2 separate regions of the Sus scrofa genome follow, and region 1 is linked to region 2. A link is a contact called in public Hi-C data. All regions are on one chromosome and are shown on one strand. Each heading gives the region's core, a stretch centred on a gene start, on an enhancer-like site or on the middle of the called end of the contact. The rest is flanking DNA. Distances are from core to core; before and after follow the strand shown. Region 1 holds the start of PSMF1 (proteasome inhibitor subunit 1). Region 2 holds the start of FKBP1A (FK506 binding protein 1A).

Region 1 (6,005 bases), core at 669-3,168, 250 kb before region 2:
TCAGGAAGCCCTCTGCTGAGGCTGACATGATGTGAGGAAAGGAGTCAGTTAAAATGAAAGAGCATGTGGATATATGAGAAAGTGCAGTTCGGGCAGAAAGAATACATGCAAAGGCCTGGAGAACAGAACACGCGGAAAAGGGAGACTGGTTAGGAAGCTACTGCTATAGTCCAAGTATGAAATGCCAGAGGCTCCAACCAGTGCGGGTAGGAAGAAGTGGTCGGATTCAGAGTATACTTTGAGGGTAAAGTGGACGAGCTTTGCTGTTCGATCCGATGTGGGTATAAAAGAAGAGGGGAGTCAAGATCACTGCAGACGAGTGCAGGGGATGGGAGGAGAGTTGGAGGAGATAATGTTAGAGAGAGGCAGGGGTGGGGAGCACAGACCATAAGATGGTTCCTACAGACCATGGGAAGGACTTACTTTTCTCTGCAGTGTGATGGGAGCTCTGGGAGGGTTTTGAGCAGAGGAGGGATGTGAGCTGGCATACGTTCTAACAGAATCTCTTGTTGCAGAGTGTAGAATAGACTTTAGGGAGACAGAGATAGAGTAGGGCAGTTGAGAGGCTGGTGTCAACATCCCAGTGAGAGATGATGGTGGTTTGCAGCAGGGAGCTGACTGAGATGGGAAAACAAAATTTGTTTGAGTAAAAGCAATAAGAGGATTTCAAGAAACTTGTTGAAGAACTAATACATAATAAAAATTACGAAGGAGGGAATTCCCGTTGTGGCTCAGAAGAAATGAACCCAACTACTATCCAAGAGGATGCAGGTTCCACCCCTGGCCTCCATCAGTGGGTTAAGGATCCCACATTGCTGTGAGCTGTGGCAGAAAAAAAAAAAATTATGAAGGAGACAGGAAAATGAATGACTGAAATTTGGTAGTAGATCAGGAGCACCAGCTCTGGAGTTAGCAGCTGTGTTTTTGGGGGGAAGTGGCTTCCATTCTTTGAACTGGTGATAAATATGAAAAGTGGGAATAATAATGAAACTTAACACATAGAGTTTTTGATAAGGTGATATAAAGGTGTTTGTTTTTTTGTTTTTTTTGTTTTTTGTTGTTTTTGGTTGGTTGGGTTTTGTTTTGTTTGTTTGTTTGTTTTGTCTTTTTGCCTTTTCTAGGGCTGCTCCTGCGGCATATGGAGGTCCCCAGGCTAGGGGTCTAATCGGAGCTGTAGCCACTGGCCTACGCCACAGCCACAGCAACGCGGGATCCGAGCCGCGTCTGCAACCTACACCACAGCTCACGGCAACGCCGGATCCTTAACCCACTGAGCAAGACCAGGGATCAAACCCGAACCTCATGGTTCCTAGTCAGATTCGTTAACCACTGCGCCACGACGGGAACTCCCGATATAGAGGTTTTGACACAGGATCTAGCAGCAATAAACATTTAATCAATGTTATCCAAGGAGCTAGACTAGATTGCAGTATCACCTCTGCCACTCACTCATCTTGGTCAAATTTACCCCTTTGTTCCTGTTTACCCATCTGTAAAATGGAGTTAACAAAAACTTTATGGGGTTGGATTGTGAGTTTTAAATAAATGAATACAAGTATTTAGAATTACGTGGTCCGGAACAAGCACTGCATAAGTGCTAACGATTATTATCAGTATATTTTAGGCCTATTTCATAATCTCTTCCGCCACCAGCATAAACCCACCTCATTCTGCAGATGAGAAGTCTGTGGCTCTGAACAAAGTAGCCCCTCCTCAAGGACGCCACAGCCTGCGTGTAGTGGCTCCGCCAACTACGGCCAGTTGAAGATTTCGTCTTTGAAGGACCTCACCCCCAGGATATCCGCCTCGCCCGCCCGCTGCCTGGCGGAACATTTGAGAGTCGCGCTCTTGCTTCCAGTCGGGCTCACTCTCGCAGCACCGCCGGCCCCGGCAGGCACTTCCGGCGGCCACGCCCCCAGCACTGGGGCGTCTCCATTTTGGCCGCGCAGGTTAGGGACGTGACTCAGACCAGCGGATCGGCGAAGCGGTGTTCTCGGTACTCTGAGGGCCGAGCCGGCTCACCGCACTCTCTCCCTTCCTTATTCTGCCTGCAGAGGCCGGGGGCGCGCATGGCGGGCTTGGAGGTCCTGTTCGCGTCTGCGGCGCCGACCATCACCTGCGCGCAGGACGCCCTCGTCTGCTTCCTACACTGGGAGGTGGTTACGCACGGCTACTACGGCTTGGGCGCCGGCGACCAGGTACGCCAACCGAGCCAGCCCAGGGCCAGGGTGGAGGGGGTAAGGTGTCTCCTGCCTGAACCCAGAGGACCGTCGGCTTGGTCCTTAGTGCCTGGCCTTCCCTCCTCCCCAAGTCCAGGCACTGAGGCTTATGACACCATTGCTCCCTATGGCCTGCAGGTCAGGGAGGTGCTAGCTGAACTGTCCCAGCCCAGCTGGCACAACATGATTTGAAAAGCCAAGGACAGAGTCTCGCTCCCGTACAGCCCGGCAGTCTCCCAGGCCGGGATTGTGTGGATCTGGCACCGAGGCAGGTGTGCAGCCCCCCTGAGCCCTCTTCACCTATCTGAACTCCGCGAAGCTTCTTCCCATACAGCTGGGTGGGTGGGGCTGTTGTCAGCACTATCCTCCTACTGTACTTAGCGCCCAGCAGGTATCTGGATCCATGCAGGGGTATAGGGGTGAGCTTGGACCCATTCAGCTCCAGTCAAGGGCCCTGAGAGCTCAGACACCCTCTCCCTTTCCTGAAGGGCCCAGTGCAGCCCACTCTCTGGTTGTCATCTTTAGCTCAGGCTTTGGGGCAAGAACAGCCTGCCACACACATGCAGAGGTGCACCCTGTGTGTGAGGGCCTGTAGGTTTGCATCCCCAAAGATGTCCTACAGGACCAGCCCCTCCTGTTCTCTTGTCCTCAGGTTCTGCCTCTTCCTGCTGGGGGCCTTGTTGTCATCCCCACAGAGCCCTAGGACTGCTGGGCCCAGGCAGCCTCACTAATTCTTTGCTGTAGCATTCTCCCATCTGCCCCTGCCCCTTCCCTCTGACTCTCCCCCTCCACATCCTTGTACACTTCCTCTGAGAACTGGGCGGGAAGCCCTTACTGTCCCTTCGCTCCATCTGAGAAAATAGCCTCCCGTACACACACTCAGCCAAGCCACCACTGCCTTTTCACTGTCAGAACCTAGACCAGCTCTGGGGAGCAGGGTGCTTCACTCCTTCCATCTCACAGTGAGATCTTAATCTTACTTTCATTTCTAACTGCTTTAGTTCTCAAGCTCCCTAATCCTTTTTAGTTTCTCACGCATACATCCAGAGACTTAGTTTTTCTTCTTCTGATACAGAGCTTTAGGGATCCCTCGTCAAACACAGTTTATACATCCAGGTTCTGTACCCCATCCTCACTGTCCATTCCTTTTCCCTTAGAACTGTTGACCAAGACCATCACACCCTGATCAACAGGAATAAGAAACACAAGTATTGTCATGGATCTCTGGCTCCCCCCCTCCCCCAGACTTGGCTTTTCTGATCGCCCTGCACTTTGTCTCACTTGCCTTGCCTTTCAACATTTCACAATTTGGGACCAGGTAGAGGCGGCCCACACTAAACAGTCAAATTTCCCCTTTCAGTGCATAGTCTCCCCACTTGGCTCCATTCCAGCTTTCCAGTCTTTAACAGCCCTTTCACTTGCCCCAGGCATTTCATATCACCTTTTCTGGGGTGTTCTCCTAGATAGCTGGTGTGTAGGATGGTTCCGGGGACAGTGGGACTGAGAGGAGGGTAAGACTTGCCTCTGCCCTTGGGGCTTCCCTATCGGCTCTCAGCATCCCCCCCCCCAACCCCTCAGATCGGACAGGTCTGCCCTGCTCGCTGTCCCTTCTCATGTACCTCACTCTGTTTACTCTCCCCCCAGGAGCAGGAACTTGTTACAGGGACTCCCTTCTCCCCATTACACAGACATGTATCAGCACTGCTCACACCACTCGTCCCCTCCCAAATCCTGTCAGCAGTTCTCTCTCAGTCACTTGGACAGCTTAGGGACATCAGTTCCTGTAGATCATTGCCCTGTCCTAACTGGCATCATTCCCTTGCCATACACTCCAGGCTCCTAAGTTTTCAGAAAGTACACAATTTCACTTTAATACTGGTCTAACAAAGTGAATAAAGGATCCTTAACTGAATCCCAGAGATCCATCTAATTCCACTCTCTTCTTGGTGCCACATGTTGAGTTCATGCTGACCAATAAAAAGATAGTTACCCCTAAGATGCCTACAGCTCCAGGCATCTTAGGGGTGGCCAGGGAGAGTGGGGATGAGGGTTTGGAAGGTATTGTCCATCTGTTTATGTCCTCTGAGGGGCCGGGGGGCAGGTGGTGGCGGGAAGGTGGCGTTTGTAGGGCACACTGGAGCATGAAGTGTAATTGCTTCTCTCTGCCCTTTGTCTGAAGTGCCGCTGGAGCTCAGGTTGCACTTGTCCTCTCACTTCTGAGTCTGCTTTCATTCAGAGTAGAAGCCATTTGGAGGAGCGTTTTTCCTGTTTACATAAGAGAGGGTTTGTTTTCCAGCCTGGGGCCAGCAGACTCAGCTGAAACCAGTAGTGTTTGCCAAGTTCACAGGGTGTTTATGTTGTCTCTCTAGCCACCTTCAGCTTCCCACCCTTCTGGGGGTGATAAGAGAGAGAGGAAGGTCCTAAAATGGTATACTTGATCATTTAATATATTGACAGTTAAATAGAAAGCTAAATTATCTTTTAATCTTTGGTTTTGTCTACTCTGGTACAGGAGAGCTGTGTACATAAGACTTAGAAGAGCAATACAGCTTCAATAAAAATTCAGTGTTTGAATTTTGATTTCTTTCTTGAAGTCACACCGCTCCTCATAAGAGCTTTACAGCTGTGTCAGGCAGGTGGTTGAGGTGGTAAGGGAATAGAGATGGCCATAGACTGTTCTTGCAGGAATCTAAGAATACTGGCGAAAGCAAGAAAATGCCCAAAATGACCCTCTTTGGGTGCATTTTAGCCCAGGAGCACTATTAAAGATTGCTTCCAGCCCCAGGGTTTTGCCTAAGGGGACCACTCTTTTTTGCTTTTCGGGGGGCCCATCTGGTGGACCTGGCTGGAAGCCAGGAGTTCTCAATGCCAAACTCAGTTCTGCACCTGACTTACTGTGACCTTGGGCAATTCTCAGCCCCTCTTGGCCCTTGGATTTTTTTCATCTGAGCAAATTAAACTGCACAGCCATGTACTTTGGCTACTTTCCAGTTGTAGCTTTTTGAGAGGCCTGATATTCGATGTCCTGATCAAGAGGGCCGTTGAATGCATGTTTGGCCTGATATCAGCAAAACCAGTCCCTTTCAGTTCCACTTGTTTTCCTGTATCGGGGCAGCCCTTGAGCTGGGGAACTTTGGTTCCCCTGCAGTGAGAGAATAGCATAGTGAGCAGGCTGAATTATTTATATTCCAAGAAGAAATTCTGGTGGGTTAAATGTTATATGTGGAGGATATAAATATAAATTCAAAGACCCTTGATAGAACAGAGACAAAGCATGTTATCAAATTCTTGGCTTCCGAAGTCAACCTTAAATCCACAGCACTAAACATGTTCCAGGGTTGGGGGATGAGGGATAGTTTCTCTTTCTCACTTAGACAGGGCTGATTAGTTTCACTTTTGTTTTCTGTCATCCTGTGTCTCAGCTTCAGGCCTGTGAGATTCCTTGTCATTTGGCCACATTCAAAATCATGCCAGTGGCAACGTCTTGAATTTTATTTGGGACCTCTTTCCTCATTTGATTCCTGAGCCCCAGAGGTGACCAAAGAAGAGAGGCCCGCAATCTCCAGTCTTGGCCTCTTGTCCTTGGGGTGTGTGCTCTGTGTTGCTAGACCTTTGTCTTTTGCTGTTGTTGTTCATCTTTGGTCCCACTCCCTCCCACTCTATTTTCATGAATAGAGATTGTCCCAGGCCACTTGCTCTGTGTTTAGCAGTAGGAATATACATCCATGAAAACAGTATGTAGATTTTCTTTTATGTTTTAACCTTTTTTACATAAATGCCACCTGT
Region 2 (5,932 bases), core at 713-3,212:
AGTGGGACAGGTGTAGCCACTTATCCTGATGCGGCGACTCACCCACTGAGGAGAGAAAGGGACAGAAGCCACCTCTCCGAGTCCCAGTCTCTGCCCCAGTTGGCCGTGGGAGCTGAAAGAACTGCCCACTCACCCAGCACTGTAAAAGGCCATGGTTACTCTTCTCATCTCACAGATCAAAAACAACCACACTGACAAGTTTTCCTCCACGAGCCCTCCTAGGCTCAGGTGCTGACCGTGGTCTACAAAGACAGCTGTTTAAAACATCAAACCCACTTTTCCCAGTTTCCTTTGCAGGCATGAGACACTTCCCTACAAAGACAGGTTTCAATACGTCCCCCTTTGGTACCCTTTTGAAAAGTTCCAGTCCCTAACTCCCTCCACCCCCTGCCCCTTTTTCTACCTAGGGAGAAGGGCCAGTGGAATAAAAAGCCAGAGACTAAAGGGTATCAGAGGGGGGAAGGTTAGCTGCCTTTTTTTTTTTTTTCTCCTTCCAAAAGAAAGTCGGCAGGGGGCTCCCCTCCTGATCTGGGAGAGAAGGGCACAGCTTATCCCTAAGCAGCAGGATCAGAACTGCCTACTACCCAGGAGGAGGAGGAAAAGGGAGGGAAGAAGAAGAAACGGAGGAAGGAGGAGGAGGAAGAGAGGAAAGGGTGGGAAGGGAGAGGAAGGGGAGGGAAAGTTGTTCATATTAACACTATGGCTACACCAATCACCAGCACCACCCCCCCTTAGCCGAGAAGTCTGCGCCTGCTCAGCCTCCCCCCACCCCCGCCCCCACCAACACAACGCAGGGAGGACCTTGTAAGGGCATGGAGTAAAAGACGGTCTCAAGGCATATGACCATCATGTTAGAATTCTGGCTGAGGGTCTAATATTTCTTTTGGCTTACAGTACTGTTAGTTACCCTAACTGGGCCCCGGTTGCCTTATCTTTAGTGTAGGGATAAGCCCCTACTCTTGGAAGGGCTGCGGGGGCTAAATTACATGTTCTGTCAGCCTAGGCCATCACTGCCACTGAGGCTTGGATTTGTTAAGTGACTCAAAAGTAAGAGGAGGAAAAAGACCGGGCAGATCCAGATACCCCAAGGCCAGGATGCGCCAGAGCAAAGACTTAGAAAGTGGACGTTTCCCTACCCGCAGCGCAGCGCGAGTTCCCCGGCTAAGAGGCTGAATTCCCACGGACCGGGAATTACCTCGCCCTTCTTATCTCCAGCGAAGGGTGGGGCGGAAGCGGGAATAGGGTGTCAACTGGGACACAGAAATGATATAAATCCTCTCTGATGGTCCTTGGCCAGAGCTCTGTCCAGTCCCAAGCGTGTGACCTTGGACAGGCGACTTCGACTCCCCAAACCTCAATTTCCCCATCTGTACTGTGGGCAGAACCGCAGCACCTGAGGCACAGAACTGCTTTCCAAAGGCAGGATCACGTCCGGCTCGCGGTCAGCGTTCGCACGCGCCGGCTGAGACCGTCCAGGGTTCCGCAGGCCCAAGGCTGCCCCCTCGGGGGCGATGCCGCCGCCCAGGCCTCAGCCTCTGGCCACGCGGGCCCGCCGCCGCCACGCCCCGGGCCTTTGCCCCAAGGCCGCGCCGGCCGCCCACGGGCCGCCCCCCATCCCGCCCCGCGGGCCCGTGGACTCACCCGTGTAGTGCACCACGCAGGTCTGGCCGCGCTTCGGGAAGGTGCGCCCTAAGGAGACAGACAGACGGGCGCGGTGAGCGGATGCGCGCGGCGGCGAGGGCACCCCAGGGCCGCTGGGCGTGCCTACTCACCGTCTCCGGGGGAGATGGTCTCCACCTGCACTCCCATGGCTGCTGCGGCGGCGGCGGCGGCGGCGGGCGGGCTGGCGGCGCGACGGGCAGCGTGGAGAGAAAACCGACCTGGCGGCGATTCCGCGGCTCTGCCTAGTCCCTCCGCGCGACGCCTGCGCACGCGCGCGCCCCCGCACGCCCCGCCCTGCGTGCGCGCCCCACACGGCGCGCACGTCCCCGGAGCCCAGGCCGCCGGGCAAGGGGACCGGAAGCCCGGAAGCCCCGAGGCCTCCGGATGCGGCCGGGTGGAGGGGCCCGGCGACTTTCCCCACCCTTCCTTTCTCTGTGCCCCGAGCTGGGCCGGCGTCTCTAACCCAGTTTCCGCATCTGAGAAATGGGAGTAAGAATTGAGGATCCTCCAGTTACTGACCGGGAACTGCGCAAGTTCACACTTCTAAGTCCACACTTACTCATTTGTGAAAAGGATGGTTGTGAGAGGTCAGCGAGATGTTCGTTCATGTTAGCATTCGATCAGTGGGGTCCAGATCAGTGGGTTTTCTGCTTTGGAGGAAACATCAGCATTTATACTGCCCCTCGGGAAGCCTGTTCTCTCTTGTCCGGATTCATTCATTCATTCATTCATCGCTTTCACACATATATTCTTATTGAGCACCTACTCTGTGCTGTGCGTTGTGTTGGGTGCTGGGGAAACATAGTAAAGGAGATAGCCTCTGTTCCTGATCTCGCAGAACTTACACTCTTATGAGGGAGAGACAATCATAGCCACACAGATAAATGTAAATTTTCAAAGCTGTAGGTACTGTGAGAGCAGTACGTGGCATTATGCTGTGTGGGGCATACAATAGAGATGCCGAACTGAACCTGGACTGTGGTGACGTGCTTCCTTGAAGTAGCCAGGTTTAGCCAGCTATATGTGTGTTGGGGTAGGTGAAGCAGAAGGAACATGCAGAGGCATTTCGGCCAGAGGGAGCATTGTGCTACAGTCCAGGACCTGAGGGAGGCAGATATGGACTCATCCTCTGGATCTCCTTTCGTGTGCTCCTGAGGTGTTGCTATGACCCCAACATTCTTCAACACTCTGCCCATCATCTAGTCCCTTTTCCCTAGAATCTCAGGGAGCTTGTGACTGATTTGGCATTTTTCATGTTATTCAGGATAGGGGCTGTAACAGAAACCAAATTAACCGTGGCTGAATTGAGACAGAAGTTGGTGTGTCTCTCTCTTGTAACAGTCTCGAGGCAGGTAGGACAGCTTAGTTTCACAGGCTGTCTGGTCCAGAGACCCAAGCTCTTGCTACTTGTGCTCCATCTTTAGGATCCTCCTCTCCTATGCATGGTCCAAGACTGTTGTCCAACATATTTGCATTCCAACCAGGGGAAAGGGAGGAAGGTGGACCGTGAAGGCACATCCCCCTCTCTTTAAATGAATGACCTAGAAGTTGCATGTATATCTTCCCCTTACACTGCATTGGCTGCAACCTATTGCATGGCGATATTTAGCTGCATGGCAAGCTGGGAATACAGTCTTAATTCTGGGTGGCCATGTGCCCAACTGAAAATCAGGCATTCTGTGCCCATAGAAGAAGAGAAGAATTTTTTTTTTTTTTGTCTTTTGTCTTTTTTAGGGCTGACCTTCAGCATATGGAGGTTCCCAGGCTAGGGGTCTAATTGGAGCTACAGCTGCCGGCCTACTCCAGAGCCACAGCAATGCCAGATCCAAGCCACATCTGTGACCTACACCACAGCTCACGGCAACACCGGATCCTTAACCCACTGAGCAAGACCAAGGATCGAACCCGAGTCTTCATGGATGCTAGTTGGGTTCTTTACCACTGAGCCAGGACGGGAATTCCAACAACGCCAAATTTTTAACCCACTGCGCCACAAGAGAACTCTAAACATTTCTAAGATTTTTTTAAACAGCTGGGAGAGTTCCTTTCCAAGTTGATTTTGATTCTATGTTCATATATAGCATAGTTATTAATTTTTCCACAAAATATGATTTATTTTCTCATGAGAATTAACTCCTTTTAAGCCTAGTTATTAATTAATAAAAATGCTCAGTGTTCAAATCTTTTAAAATCACCCTTTAGCAACCAGAAGAACTCAAAAGAGAAATAGTGAGTGATCCTAAGACGTGGGACTGGGAGAAAGGGCAGGAGATTTCACTTTTTTAAAAATTTATTTTATTGAAGTGTAGCTGATTTACAATGTTGTGTTAATTTCTGCTGTACAGCAAAGTGATGTAGTTATACATATATATTTATTCTTTTTCATACTTTTTCCATTATGAATTTTCACAGGACTTTTAAAAAGATTTATTTTTTCTATTATAGTTGATTTACAATGTTCTGTCAATTTCTGCTGTACAGCAAAGTGACCCAGTCATACACACACACACACCCATATGCATTCTTTTTCTCCCATTATCTTCCATCATGTTCCATCACAAGTGACTAGATATAGTTCCCTGTGCTATATGGCAGCATCTCATTGCTTATCCACTCCAAATGTCGCTTTTCATTTAATATCATTCTGAACAGATTGACTTTGTTTCTACTCTGTGTGTTTATTATTTTTTACAGTTTATAAAGGAGACAGGGAGTAATTTGAGTCTCAGGGTGTAAGCATCCCTGATGGCAGGGGAAGTGATTCCTTCCTTGTAGCTCCAAACTCTGAAAAAATAGGGCTTAGATTTCTTTGGGTTTATCCTGTTTGTGTTTTATTTCTTTAAATATTTTTTTCTGTATCACTCTATTTCTTCTGTTCTTCTCAGATTTTTTTTTTCTTTTTTTTGGCCACCGCATGGCATATGGAGTTCCCCAGCCAGGGATCAGATCCCTGGCCACGTACACCACAGCTGGAACAACGCTGGATCCTTTAACTCACTGTGCTGGGCCAGAGATCGAACCTGTGACTTGGCACTGCAGAGACACCACGAATCTCATTGCGCCACTTCAGGAACTCCTTCCTCTCAGATTCTAATGACACAATCATTAGCTCTTTTGGACTTGTCCCCTCAGGGCCCTAAAACTCTGTTCCCGTTACCAGTCTTTTTTCTCTCTGATGTACAGCTTGGATAATTTTTATTTTTCTATCTTCAAGATCACTGACTTGTTTATCTGCCATCTCCATTCTGCTACGTGTCCATGCAAGGAGTTTTAAAATCTTTGGTTATTTTGTCTACGGCCATACCACCCTGAATGGTAATAATCTTCAGTTATTTTTACTCGTCGGTTCTAAGATTTCCACTGTGTTCTTTGTAGGTTCTATTTATTTGTTTAAACTTTCTATCTTTCCACTTGTTTCTAGATTGTTTGCCTGTACTTGCTGGAGCATTTTTAGAGTAGCCGCTTTAAAGATTTGTCAGATAATTCCAACAGCTGTGTTGTCTCAGCATTGGCATCTGTTGATTGTCTTTTTCCATATGAGCTGAGAATTCCATGTTTCTTCATATGTCAAGTAATTTGGAATAGATCCTGGACATTTTGAATACCATGTTATAATACTGAAGAGTCTTTTTAAGATCCTACGAAGAATGTTGACACTTTTGTTTTAGCAGACAGCTGACCAGATTGGGCTTAGGCTGTGAGTTTCAATGAACCTTCTGTGGCTTTAATGTTATGTCTATTTTCAAAGACTTTCCCATGTCCTTTGGATCTGTCCTGGGTGGTGCACCAGTCAGTGGTCTGTCTGGAACCTGGGCAGTGGTCTATCCTGTAATAAATTCTCGAAGTCTGTGTGAACTGTTTAGTGCTTAACTCACTCATGCATCCAGCGGGAGGAGCCCAGAAGTTCGTAACAACTCTATTAGGTTGCTTCCTGAGCTCTTCCCTCTCGGTAATTGCCTCAATAAATGTTTGGTTCACTGGGGCTTCCCTTTTTGGTCCTCTAACCAGAAATCTGGGACCTTGCTTACCCTGTTCTGGCAATCATTTCCCATGACAGCACCTGTATTCTGGACCAAGCAGTGAATAAACAGAGAGAAAGAAAAGGCAATGGGAGTTTGCCCTACCCTCATCGCTCCTCTGACTGGAGAAGGTGCCCATCTTTCAGAGTTTGGGGCTCCTGCAGGTACAGGCTTTTGCTACCAAGAAATCCTAGCATTTCTTGGAGGTGCAAATGAACAGAAAAAAAGAAAGGAAAAGCTGGGAGATTGCC

The links. A called contact is a pair of places that touch in the nucleus more often than the background predicts.
Region 1: a Hi-C map of embryonic fibroblasts shows a contact between it and region 2, with 1.7 times the contacts expected there. The contact joins the promoter of PSMF1 here to the promoter of FKBP1A in region 2. A contact is called at or near these places in 1 of 5 promoter capture datasets (liver), 2 of 47 Hi-C or Micro-C datasets (embryonic fibroblasts and heart right ventricle) and 1 of 2 datasets of contacts at active chromatin or transcription factors (alveolar macrophages).

The regions. Positions count from the first base shown.
Region 1 is chr17:34,160,636-34,166,640 of Sscrofa11.1, reverse strand. PSMF1 (proteasome inhibitor subunit 1) reads left to right here and starts at 1,918. Exons shown (of 7, transcript NM_001243340.1): 1 at 1,918-2,198. The coding sequence starts at 2,070. It overlaps LOC102164496 (a long non-coding RNA gene), which reads right to left and starts at 1,840. Exons shown (of 3, transcript XR_001302079.2): 1 at 1,665-1,840.
Region 2 is chr17:33,906,077-33,912,008 of Sscrofa11.1, reverse strand. FKBP1A (FK506 binding protein 1A) reads right to left here and starts at 1,962. Exons shown (of 5, transcript NM_001038000.2): 1 at 1,773-1,962; 2 at 1,642-1,689. The coding sequence starts at 1,809. LOC102164024 (a long non-coding RNA gene) reads left to right here and starts at 4,684. Exons shown (of 3, transcript XR_001302075.2): 1 at 4,684-4,977.